Regions from separate parts of the Mus musculus genome. Here all the other regions are linked to region 2. A link is a contact called in public HiChIP or PLAC-seq data. All regions are on one chromosome and are shown on one strand. Each heading gives the region's core, a stretch centred on a gene start, on an enhancer-like site or on the middle of the called end of the contact. The rest is flanking DNA. Distances are from core to core; before and after follow the strand shown. Region 1 has its middle 41 kb from the start of Gm3716. Region 2 overlaps Tbc1d1 (TBC1 domain family, member 1). Region 3 has its middle 23 kb from the start of Gm3716.

Evidence for each region. HiChIP or PLAC-seq counts read pairs in DNA pulled down with a chosen protein or histone mark.
Region 1: a FOXA1 HiChIP or PLAC-seq map of pancreatic cancer cells shows a contact between it and region 2. The contact joins two enhancer-like sites. A contact is called at or near these places in 2 of 115 datasets of contacts at active chromatin or transcription factors (CD8 T cells and pancreatic cancer cells).
Region 3: a FOXA1 HiChIP or PLAC-seq map of pancreatic cancer cells shows a contact between it and region 2. The contact joins two enhancer-like sites. A contact is called at or near these places in 1 of 15 datasets of contacts at CTCF or cohesin (the NIH/3T3 cell line) and 1 of 115 datasets of contacts at active chromatin or transcription factors (pancreatic cancer cells).

Annotation. Positions count from the first base shown.
Region 1 is chr5:64,650,015-64,653,318 of GRCm38.p6, reverse strand. No RefSeq gene overlaps it. Among named protein-coding and RNA genes, the nearest start is that of Gm3716, 41 kb to the right of the region's middle. Within about 2 kb of position 1,693, at least 37 of the 459 cell types and tissues checked have an H3K27ac peak or open chromatin away from gene starts, as enhancers often do. A contact at or near this core is called in pancreatic cancer cells, where this site is marked.
Region 2 is chr5:64,312,375-64,315,904 of GRCm38.p6, reverse strand. All of the region lies in intron 15 of Tbc1d1 (TBC1 domain family, member 1), which reads right to left. Among named protein-coding and RNA genes, the nearest start is that of Gm38634, 57 kb to the right of the region's middle. Within about 2 kb of position 1,519, at least 59 of the 459 cell types and tissues checked have an H3K27ac peak or open chromatin away from gene starts, as enhancers often do. A contact at or near this core is called in pancreatic cancer cells, where this site is marked.
Region 3 is chr5:64,585,800-64,589,442 of GRCm38.p6, reverse strand. No RefSeq gene overlaps it. Among named protein-coding and RNA genes, the nearest start is that of Gm3716, 23 kb to the left of the region's middle. Within about 2 kb of position 1,307, at least 56 of the 459 cell types and tissues checked have an H3K27ac peak or open chromatin away from gene starts, as enhancers often do. A contact at or near this core is called in pancreatic cancer cells, where this site is marked.

The DNA of each region.
Region 1 (3,304 bases), core at 444-2,943, 340 kb before region 2:
TATAATTTAACTTAAATGGGGAATTGGAAGAAAGAAAGAAAGAAAGAAAGAAAGAGAGAGAGAGAGAGAGAGAGAGAGAGAGAGAGAAAGAAAGACAGAGAGAGAGAGAGAGAGAGAGAGAGAGAGAGAGAGAGAGAGAGAGAAGGAAAATGGCACAAGCCCAGTTTATAAAATCTGAGAAAATCCCACCTAGTATTAAAAAGATTGAGAGGCGGGAGAGAGCTCAGCACTTGCTACGCAGGCATGGGGAGCCCAGCTCAGTCTCTAGAACCTGCTTTAAAAACCCTGCAGTGGCATCATCGCAGGCTTCCGATCCAAACACTGGGCAAATGGAGACAGGCCCCGCTCCAGACCCGATGGCTGGCCAGCCGACCCTACTTGGCAAGATCCAAAGCAATGAGAGACCCCATCTCAAAAGACAAGGTGGACAGTGGGTGAGAAATGACACCTCTGGCTACCACCAGACATGTGGACACATACGTGCATGCATCTGCCTCCCCTCCCTGACTCACAGCCCCACGAGGCTGGAAGGACACACAGGAAGACATCTTCTCTGGATATCACCGTCATTTACTGGTAATGGCAGCCTGCCTTACTCCTCCATTACTCTTTATTTTTACAGCAATTGAGCTCTATTCCTTTAGGAGAAAAGTCTTGTTTGTTCTAAGAATAAATATTAATTATTCTAAGAATGCACAAATGAGATAATCCATGAGCTTCTCTGCCAGCAGACATGAAACAGAGAAACAAAAAAAGATGTTGCTTTGGGAAAGAACAAGTTTGAATACTATCTTCCTTTACTCTAAAGGCCAACAAGCTCCCTCTCTAAAGAGCCAGACAGTAAGTACTTTGTACTTTGTGGGCCACACACTGTCCCAGCCAGAGTCCTGCTATGCCGAGGAGGTGTCTAAGTAGTGCCACAGACACACACTGTGAGTGAGTGGACCTAGCTCTGTGCCAGGACCTTAGGTGTAGACAGTGAAATCTGAATTTCATAGGTTATGAAATAGTTTCTTTTAAATTTTGTTTGGCGCTCTTAAAAACCTAAGAATCATCTGTAGATGGGTCTCACACACCAGAACGTGATCCTCGGGCCAATTACTCTATATTATATACTTTTATGTTTTCCAGAAATATATTTTAAATCTAAGGATGTTTTTGTTATTTCTATCCTAGTTTTAATAAATTTAGTACTGTTAATCTTTTCGTTTTTATTTGTTTTTATTATGAGACAGAGTCTCTCTCTGTAACAGCCTGGCTGTCTTGGAACTCAATAGACCAGGCTGGCCTCAAACTCACAGAGGTCCACCTGCCTCTGCTCTGGGATTAAAGGTGTGGACACCCATACTTGACACAATGTCAAAATTTTTAATGAATGCCTGTATGCAAGCCACTTTCATAAAGTATAAATATAAAATATATTTATAATTTGAGTTCTGCTGCTCTGGGATTCTGAATCTGTGGGGTCAAGGTCTACCAGAGGTCAGAATTCACATCATCTGGGGAAGGGATAGGGAGTCCTTGTCAACCAACCTGACAATGCCACTGGGAGTTAAGGCACCCAGAGCTGCAGTGACTTGTAATGAGACTTACCAAGATTTGAGTGTGAAGAAATCAGTCATTCTCCTCCAGCCGCCACAAGGTCAGAGCTGGGGCATACACACCCCACCCCCTAGTATGACTCAGAAGGAACCCCACAAGGTTATCGCTTGGGTCTAGAGAAGATGTTGTTCCTAAAGGAAGGGGTGTGTGGAGACAGGGGCCCTTTATTCAGCAGTAGTAATTTTGTGGTCTTTCTGAGTACCTGCTGTGGTAAACTGTGGTAATTCTGGGGTGGGGACCGTAGGGTTAGACCATGCTTGTTTTTTTTTCAAGGGTAAACAGACTGTTTTGTTGAAGATTTTCTTGTTCCTGGAGACAGTTTTGTTGTTGTTGCTTTAAAAAAATATATAAGAGGTTTTTCTGTAGTGGTCTTTAGCGGCTCACTGCCTAGTTCAGTAGCAAACACAATAACAAAACCTCATCTTGACAAGACAGCACTAGCTGAAGAGACAGGGACAGTGTGTGTCTGAGCCAAGAGTACAGCTCTGGGACTGAGTCCCACGAACGAAGGTAGGTGGGATGTGTTCATACAATCTGCCAGCGACCCAATCACAAAGGACATATTAAATCCGTACAACATTCTAGGTCCTTACAGCCCCTTGGCATACTTTATCTACTCTCCATGCTTATCATTAGACCCACAGACTCACTTTAGGGATCAAGGATGTCAGTAAAATTTAATATAATTTACCATGCCACTTACTGAAGATTCCAATGTTTGCTTATTAGAAGGGGGATTTACTTGCGTGACATCTTATTAGTATAAAGAAGTGGTTTTTGGTTTTTTTTTTTTTTTCTTTAATAAAGCACACTTTACAAAAGGAAAGCAAGTCTACAGATATCACATCTTGGCACTGTAAAACCTTGGTAGAGCAAGGTTTCACAGTGCCAAGGGACACTTGAATATCATGAGCAAGAGATGAAACTGATCATTGCTGCTTCCAAGAATCTGTCTTTGAGCATCTCTGAGGTGAGCTCCTGACAGTCTCTGGATCCCTCTACAAAGCCATGGAGACAGCACCCTGTCAGAAGACCTGGGCCAGAGTAACACCAACACCTTAGTGATCTGAATCATCCCCATGGCAGGTCCGTTGCTATGTTCCTTGCTAAACCAGCAAGTCACAGGTAATCACACTGGGACACTGGAAGAATGTGCTCAGGTGCCCAGGTGCCCCAGAGTCCCCAGTAGGAGGTGTGTGTGTGTGTGTGTGTGTGTGTGTGTGAAGGGGAACAGGGATGGGTTGGAGAGAACATAGGCTATTAAGATGACTTTACACTTGGTCTTTATCTTTGTTAGGGTCTCATTGCTGTGAAGAGACACCATGACCAAGGCAACTTATATAAAGATAATAATTTAACTGGGGGTGGCTTACAGTTTCAGAGGTTCAGTCCATTATCATCATGGCAGGGAGCAAGGCAGTATGCAGGTGGACATGGTGCTGGAGAAGTCCAGAGTTCTGCATCTTGATCCAAAGGCAGCCAGGAGGGGAGGGGACTCTTCTACACTGGGAAGAGCCCGAGCATAGGACCTCAAAGTCTACGCTCATAGTGACACACTTCTTCCAATAATGCCACACCTCCTAATAGTGCCACTTCCCATGGGCCAAGCATATTCAAACCACCACATGGCCCTCGGGTTGAGCACAGTCAGACAGCTGGGAGAGGGCCATACTCCTTGCTCCCTGACAGGGACGAAGAATGT
Region 2 (3,530 bases), core at 270-2,769:
TAAAGCTAGCTATGATATCTCACCAAGAAAGACCAAAGCCTCAATGAGAATCACACAAATTACCAAATAGAAACTAGAAACCAGTGAAGAAAGCCTTTAGGGTCTCATATTTTCAAAACTCCCCAATATGAGAAAGCATGTCACTAGAGCTGAGCTCACCACATCTGGCACATCAGGATCATCACTAGCCTCCTTAGGCTGACAGGGGCCAGCATTGGGCTCTGAGTACCAGTGGCTTCATTAGCAGTGACCTTTGCCATAAGCATGTCTGTGTTCCCCAATACTGCCCAGCAAACAACCAGAACTCCATCTCAAGTCCACAGAACCTCACACAGCACCCCCCCCCCCCAAGCTGCCAGAAGACTTGGCCAGAGGCTTAATCCAAGGATCTTATTGTAGCATCCCCTGCCTCAAATTCCCAAGGACACTGCTGCCTACAGTCAGTGGCCTGTGAAATGCCTTATCAGCTAAGGCAAGACCCATAGCTACAGACACCTAAGCCTTCACAGTACTACTGAAAAGCTTTCGTGTCCACACCCATCCTGGACTGAGGCAAACAGGACAGAATGAAATCACATGTACTTTGCAGGATTTTCCCAACAAAGCAGTGACCACATGAACTAACTTGACACTATGACTGCTGTTCAGCTCTGAGGTATACCCACAGGGCAGGGCAAGCTCCTGGCACTCAGTACCCAGGCTCCCAAACTCCTCCCCCTGACCCTTCCACAAATCTCCTGCAAACTATTACCATCCCTTGTAAGCTAGCTGGGAAAGTAAACTTTCAAGGGCTCAGAAATTAAATGACCCTTATGCTTAAAGAGATTTAAGAAAAATTATAATACTTTAAATTATTTTCTACAACAAACTTAAGAAAAACAGTGTAAGTTGAAAGGGCTTCAACTACAATTTAAGATGTAATGTATCACCATGGATTTGTAGACTATATAACTCTGTAATACTAGTTAGGCATAAACTATTATCTTAGATGAAGTAGTCTGATAAGCACTGGCATGCCTGGGCCAATGTTATGCTGTACTCCACTAGGCTGTTCACAGCTTTATTTTAAAATACAGGGAAAGTGACCTTATGTAGAGGTACAGCAGGGGGCTGTATGCCCTGCAGAGATGTGATGTGTGAGTGCTGGCTGTTTTTTAATTTTTTTAAAAAAATCTTTATCAAATTGATACAGGTAGGGTCATCTGGGGACTGATTTTCAATTGGAAAACTGCCTGTGATTGACGTGAGAGGGCCCAGCTGTCTTGTCTGTGGGGCAGTGCTATCCCTGGGTAGGAGGCCCAAGGTTAAGAAAGGTAGCTGAGCAAGGCATGCGAAGGAAGCCAGGCAGAACAAAGCAGTTCTCCAGGGTTTCTGCTTCAGCTCTTGCCTTCAGCTGCTGTGCTGAAATGATGGACTATAAACCACAAGTCAAATAAACGTCCTCCTCCCCAAGCACAGCAATAGAAAGCAAACGAGGACAGCGTATCTGTGTCACTGGGAAAGAAACCCACAGTCCCAGCTGCCAAGTGTCTACAGATTTAGACAATGGGGCTAACGTCTGTCTGGGATGAAACACTTCCAGAATAGTAATTAGTATTGTATCTATAGATTCCAAAAGCAGAAAATTGACTTAGCCAGAGAAAGACTTTGCCATGTGTGCTCCTCTGAAGAGCATGCAAGTCAGCTTGAATCTGATCAATCTCAAGAGCCACTCACCCACCCCACAGCTTAAGCCTCTTATAAGAAGTGTATGAAAAAAAAAAAAAACACAGAGTAATATAGTTTTTGTTTACACAGTCAACGCTCTGATTGGGTCCTATCTGACCTAGCTTCTATATTTAATGGCCCCAACTCAATTCACTGCTATCAAGCTTACTAAATATTTTGAAGCAATCAACTTGCTACTGTTGATTATTTCTCAACAATATAGGTATAGCAAGGCTAATAAACGGATTAACACTTCCTATGTTAAATTTAGAAAGTTGATTACACTTTGACCACAAGATAAACATCCCAGGTTAAACAGAGGTAAGATATATGAACCCAAGCAGCAAAGCAGTAAGAGCAGCAGAACAAACACTGCCCATAGCCTGGTAAAGTCAACAGTGGGCACAGCACAGTCCTGGCAAGGTGACCAAGGCAACCCAGCAGACACTCCCCTGCTCATGCAGGTCTGTCAGCCATTCCTGGCACAGTAGCAGGCACTTTGTTTCTGAGGTATACTGATCCTATGTCACCAACTCTACTCATGACTTCTAACATGCCTGAGAGCAACCAACCTCTCTCTCCTTATAGGTGTATCTCAGGTCTCACTTCCCTGGGCTGCCACCTGCAGGACTGGCTAAAAAGCACTGAGCCTCAAGAGCCGCAGAATGAGCATTAGTCACCTCTCAATTCTCAACAAAGGTCCCCAAATACACAGCTGTCATTTTCTTGATACCACACTTTGTAATGTTATGACTACCCCTCCCCCAGCCATGTGTGTGTGTGTGCGCCATGGGGCACGTATGGGGGTCAGAGGACAACCTTCAGGAGTTGGTTCTCGCTCCCGCTGTGGGTTCTGAGGCCATCAGGCTTGTGTGGCACGCATCTCTGCTTATTAGACTATCTCACAGGCCCATAAAATATTGTTAATTTTAATTTTTAAATGTTTATTATATTTTCTTATATATTTTTGATATACACAAGGTATTTATTTTCTATTTTTCTTTTATTGTTTTATTATTTTTATACAATATATTCTGACTATGATCTCCCATCTCCCAACTCCTCTGAGATCCATCCATTCGAATTTACTCTCTTTCTGACTCTCATTAGAAAACAAACAGGCATTTAAAGAATAATAATAAAAGAAGAAACAAATTGGAATAGGACAAAACAAACAAACAGAAGAAAAAGAGCCAAAGAATGACCACAAGAAACACACACAGGAATCCCATAAAACCACAAAACCTGAAGCCATAATGTGTACATAAAGGACCCATAGATTAAAAAAAATTAAAAATATAAATAAAGTAAATAAATAAATGCCCTGAGTAAACAGAGGTTTCCTCCTGCAGTAAATGGGAACAAATACAGAGAGCCACATCCAGATGATGTACACTCAGTTGTAAACAGAAGGTCGATTCCCTCGCCTCAGAGCTCAGGGAACCTTACGGAAGAGGAGGCAGGACTGTAAAAGCAGGAGGAGATGGGGGACACCACAGAAGCAAGGCCTTCTAAACGCATCAGGGCTGATGTACATAGGAACTCTACACTGTGGCAGCATGCACACGGCCTGCAGGAGTCTGTGCCAGATGGGTCCCAGGACTGAGAAAAGTGGACACAAGCCCTCATCCCTAACCCAGAAGTTATCTCTAATTGATAACAACTGGCAAATGAAACACTAGTTTTCTCCAATGGAGTCTCACGGGGTTTACAAACCACTCGTAAGGGCAGGCCCCGTGCCAAACACACACACACACACACACACACACACACACACTAGAAGAATGAAGTAGAAAAAAGCTTAATACTGAGCTGTTAAAAGC
Region 3 (3,643 bases), core at 58-2,557, 270 kb before region 2:
AGGAAAACAACATAAGGGTTCCTCAAAAAATTACAAACAGACCTATGATAAGGTCCAGCAATCTCACTTCTGGATATCCATTTAAAGGACAGGACACTGGTATCTTAAAGGCACATCTGTACTCCTTTGTCCTTTGAGGCATTTTTGTTTTTGTTTTTGTTTTTTTTTTTTTAATTATTTATTTATTTATTTATTTATTTATTTATTTATTACATGTAAGTACACTGTAGCTGTCTTCAGACACACCAGAGGAGGGTTCTCATTACGGGTGGTTGTGAGCCACCATGTGGTTGCTGGGATTTGAACTCAGGACCTTCGGAAGAGCAGTCAGTGCTCTTAACCGCTGAGCCATCTCTCCAGCCCTGTTTTTGTTTTTTGAGACAGGGTTTCTCTGTGTAGCCCTGGCTGTCCTGGAACTCACTTTGTAGCCCAGGCTGGCCTTGAACTCAGAAATTCGCCTGCCTCTGCCTCCTTAGTGCTGCGTGCGCCACCACGCCCGGCGAGGCACTTTTTATAGTTGCCAAGATATATAAACAACTTAATGTGTTTCATGAAGAATTGCTAAAGAAAATGTGTGTGTGTGTGTTTGTATGTGTGTGTGTGTGTGTGTTTATATGTGTCTCTGTATATGTGTGTGCATGTATATGTGCATGTATGTGTGTGTTTGTATATGTGCCCATATGTATGTGTGTTTGTATGTGTGTGCATGCATGTGATAGAATACTATTTAACATTTAAAAAGGAGGAAAGCCCATGAATGTCTCCATTTAGACAATATAGATGGACCTAGAAAAAAAAAGGATAAAAACAGGAGAGAAAGCTGAACAGAGCCAGCTATGAGGAGAGCTCTGCAGCCCTCCCAGGGTAGTGATGAGTCTCATGAGTTCCTGAAGCCCCCCCCCCCCCCCACACACACACATACACACAGTGTCCTGTGCAGACTGAGTCCTGTACATATTATACAAAGAGAGGGAAAGAGGTCATGATTTAAAGTCTTTCTTAATGGTGTTTATACGTTTTGGAATGGCTGCAGGCAAATTTTAGAAGCACCAAGCTTTCTCCCCATTCTTCCCAGAGCCTACCACAGTGTTGATGCACAGAATAATAAACATTCATTGATTAACTGGTGCGGACACCATAGAGGAGAAGAAATGCTCTGATCTCACAGCCCTATTGTTCCCGCCACCCAACCCCACCCCCCTAGCAGTGGAAATGTTTAAATATGTGTTTGGTTGTTTTACAGCCGTTTGCATTTAAATTGGGTGTGTCACTATCACATTTTATTAGCCATTCCTCATACCAGCCCAGTGAGGTTAGCCTGTTATCTGCACTTTACAGGCGAGGGCAGGGAGAGGTGAAGACTTGTCAGGATGGTGCAAGGGCAGCTGGCTGAAGAGCAGGATTTCTGCAGGAAGGTTCTGCTCCCTGCCCACGGGGCTGGTCCACGGGGGCTGCGGCTGGATGTGCAGTGATGAACTTGGCATTTTCTGCAGAACACTTTGAAAATGTTTTGATGGTTTTGTTTCCAGAGGGGAAAATTCAAGTTAGGACTGCAGTTCTTCTGCCTGATTGCTTGGTCCTTGAACTGACCGGCCTGCTCTCTCAGGAGACTCTAGCCTTTATTTCCTGCTCGGATGCTGACCTCCCAAGTCCCATCCCTTCCTAGCAACCTTGCTGTGAAGCCCACCCATGTAGCAAACCTACAGGACTGGACTTGCAGTAAAATACTTATTAGGAGGGACATAGGTCCAATTAAGAAAATTGTAACATTCTCCATGAACTTCCTAAATTGCATGCATATACCCAACTCTCTAATGCTGTTTTCCTCAGTGCATATATGGCCAGGATAATGTTTACTTAATAAAAACAAGAATGGATGGGGGCATGCAGGGTAGTTGGTAGAGACTTTGTCTAGCATGCACCAAACTCTTGGTTCTATGCAGCACAGCAGAAGGCCACCACGATGTCACAAGCCTGCAATTTCAGCACAGGAAGGTGAAGGCAGAAAGATCCGAAGTTCAAGGTTATTCTGGGCTTCACAATAAGTTTCAGGTTATCCTGGAACATGAGACCCTGATTCAAAAACAGAAAATAAATAAGTGAATGAATGAACAAGTGAATGCATAGATAAATCACACTGTAAAAAAATATAGATTCTCTCTGTTTCTCCAAAAAAAGGTCATTTGAGGGCTGCCGAGATTGCTCAATGGTTAAGAGCAGTTCTGTTGTTTCTGAAGATTAATTCTTAGCATTCACATCCCCTCTCACAACCAGATGTAACTCCAATTCCTGGAGATGTGACGCCCTCTTCTGGTCTCTGAAGGTACAAGACATGCTCTTAAACAAACATGATGACATAAGACAGTCTATTTGAAAACAAGAATAGATACTAAACTGGCAGGCAATGTATACGGTGTGGAAACACTGGATATAAAAGGGAGATGTATGTTTCAAGTGAGATGGAGTAAGACTGAACATCATTCCATCCTATTATGCAGAACCATCCATGATGTAAAATCCAATCAATTGCTTATTCCTGGAGTTTCATTTTGTTTTGCTTTCAGACCACAGTTCACTATTAGCAATAGAAACCACGGACTGCAAAGCAGACAGGAGACTATGCATAAATAACGTGGCTGCCAATGTTCATGACTTTTTCTTTCTTTTTTTTTTTTTTGAAAAACTTTTTACTGATTCTTTATGATTTTCTCATCAAGCCCCCCATCCCTTTCATCCCCACATTCCCTCTGATCTGCCTTCTGCCCTTGCAACCTCCTCTCGAAAATAAACCTTTTATTTATTTATTTATTTATTTATATAATAACCTAAACCTAAAAACAAACCAAAATAAAGCGCAGAGAACATCCCATCGTGAACGCTGTAATGAGTCACAGTGATCCCTCTGTCCACACATCTTCACTTAAAAATGTCCCTTGCAATGAGTCATTGGTCTGGTGTGATGTCTCCGGTTTCTGTGACACCATCAACAGATTATCCTGTCGTTGTCCTGTGCTATGGAGATCCTGCAGCTTTGGAGCAGCAGGGCTGGCCCTTTCATGTGCCCCAGCAGTTTACAATTTATGTACATTTAGGGGTAGGCCAACTCAAAGCCCTAGATCTGGGCCTGGATGGTAGCTGAACTGGTCAGTCCTCTGACTCTCCCTTATCCACACCACCAGAGTGAGCTCTCCAGAACTGTTCCAGCTAGACCATCCAATGCTGAATTGGCAGGAGGCAGGGTCAGCTCTCCTGCTCTCATGCCCTCTGGGGGGGTTGGGCTCACCAGCACCATCCCCTCCAGAGCCAGCTCCACTGTGCTACCCAGTCAAGGCATGGGGCCCACACTTCCAAGTGCTGCAACAGGTGAACTACTGAGCCAGCTCTCCCTCACTCATGCATCCATGTATAAGAAAGTCAGAAAAAGGCATTGGGTCCCCTGGAACTGGATTTATAGATGGTTGTCAAACACCATATGGGTGCTCGGAACCAAACCTGGGTCCTCTGCAAAAGCAGTAGTGCTCATATCACTGAGCCATCTCTGTAGTCTCCCAACCCATTTTCTTGATGAAGAACTGGTTTCTCCAACATGGTTCCCTTTTTAAGCATAAACCACCAGTCCGACCTTCCCTCCTTCCTTTAACCT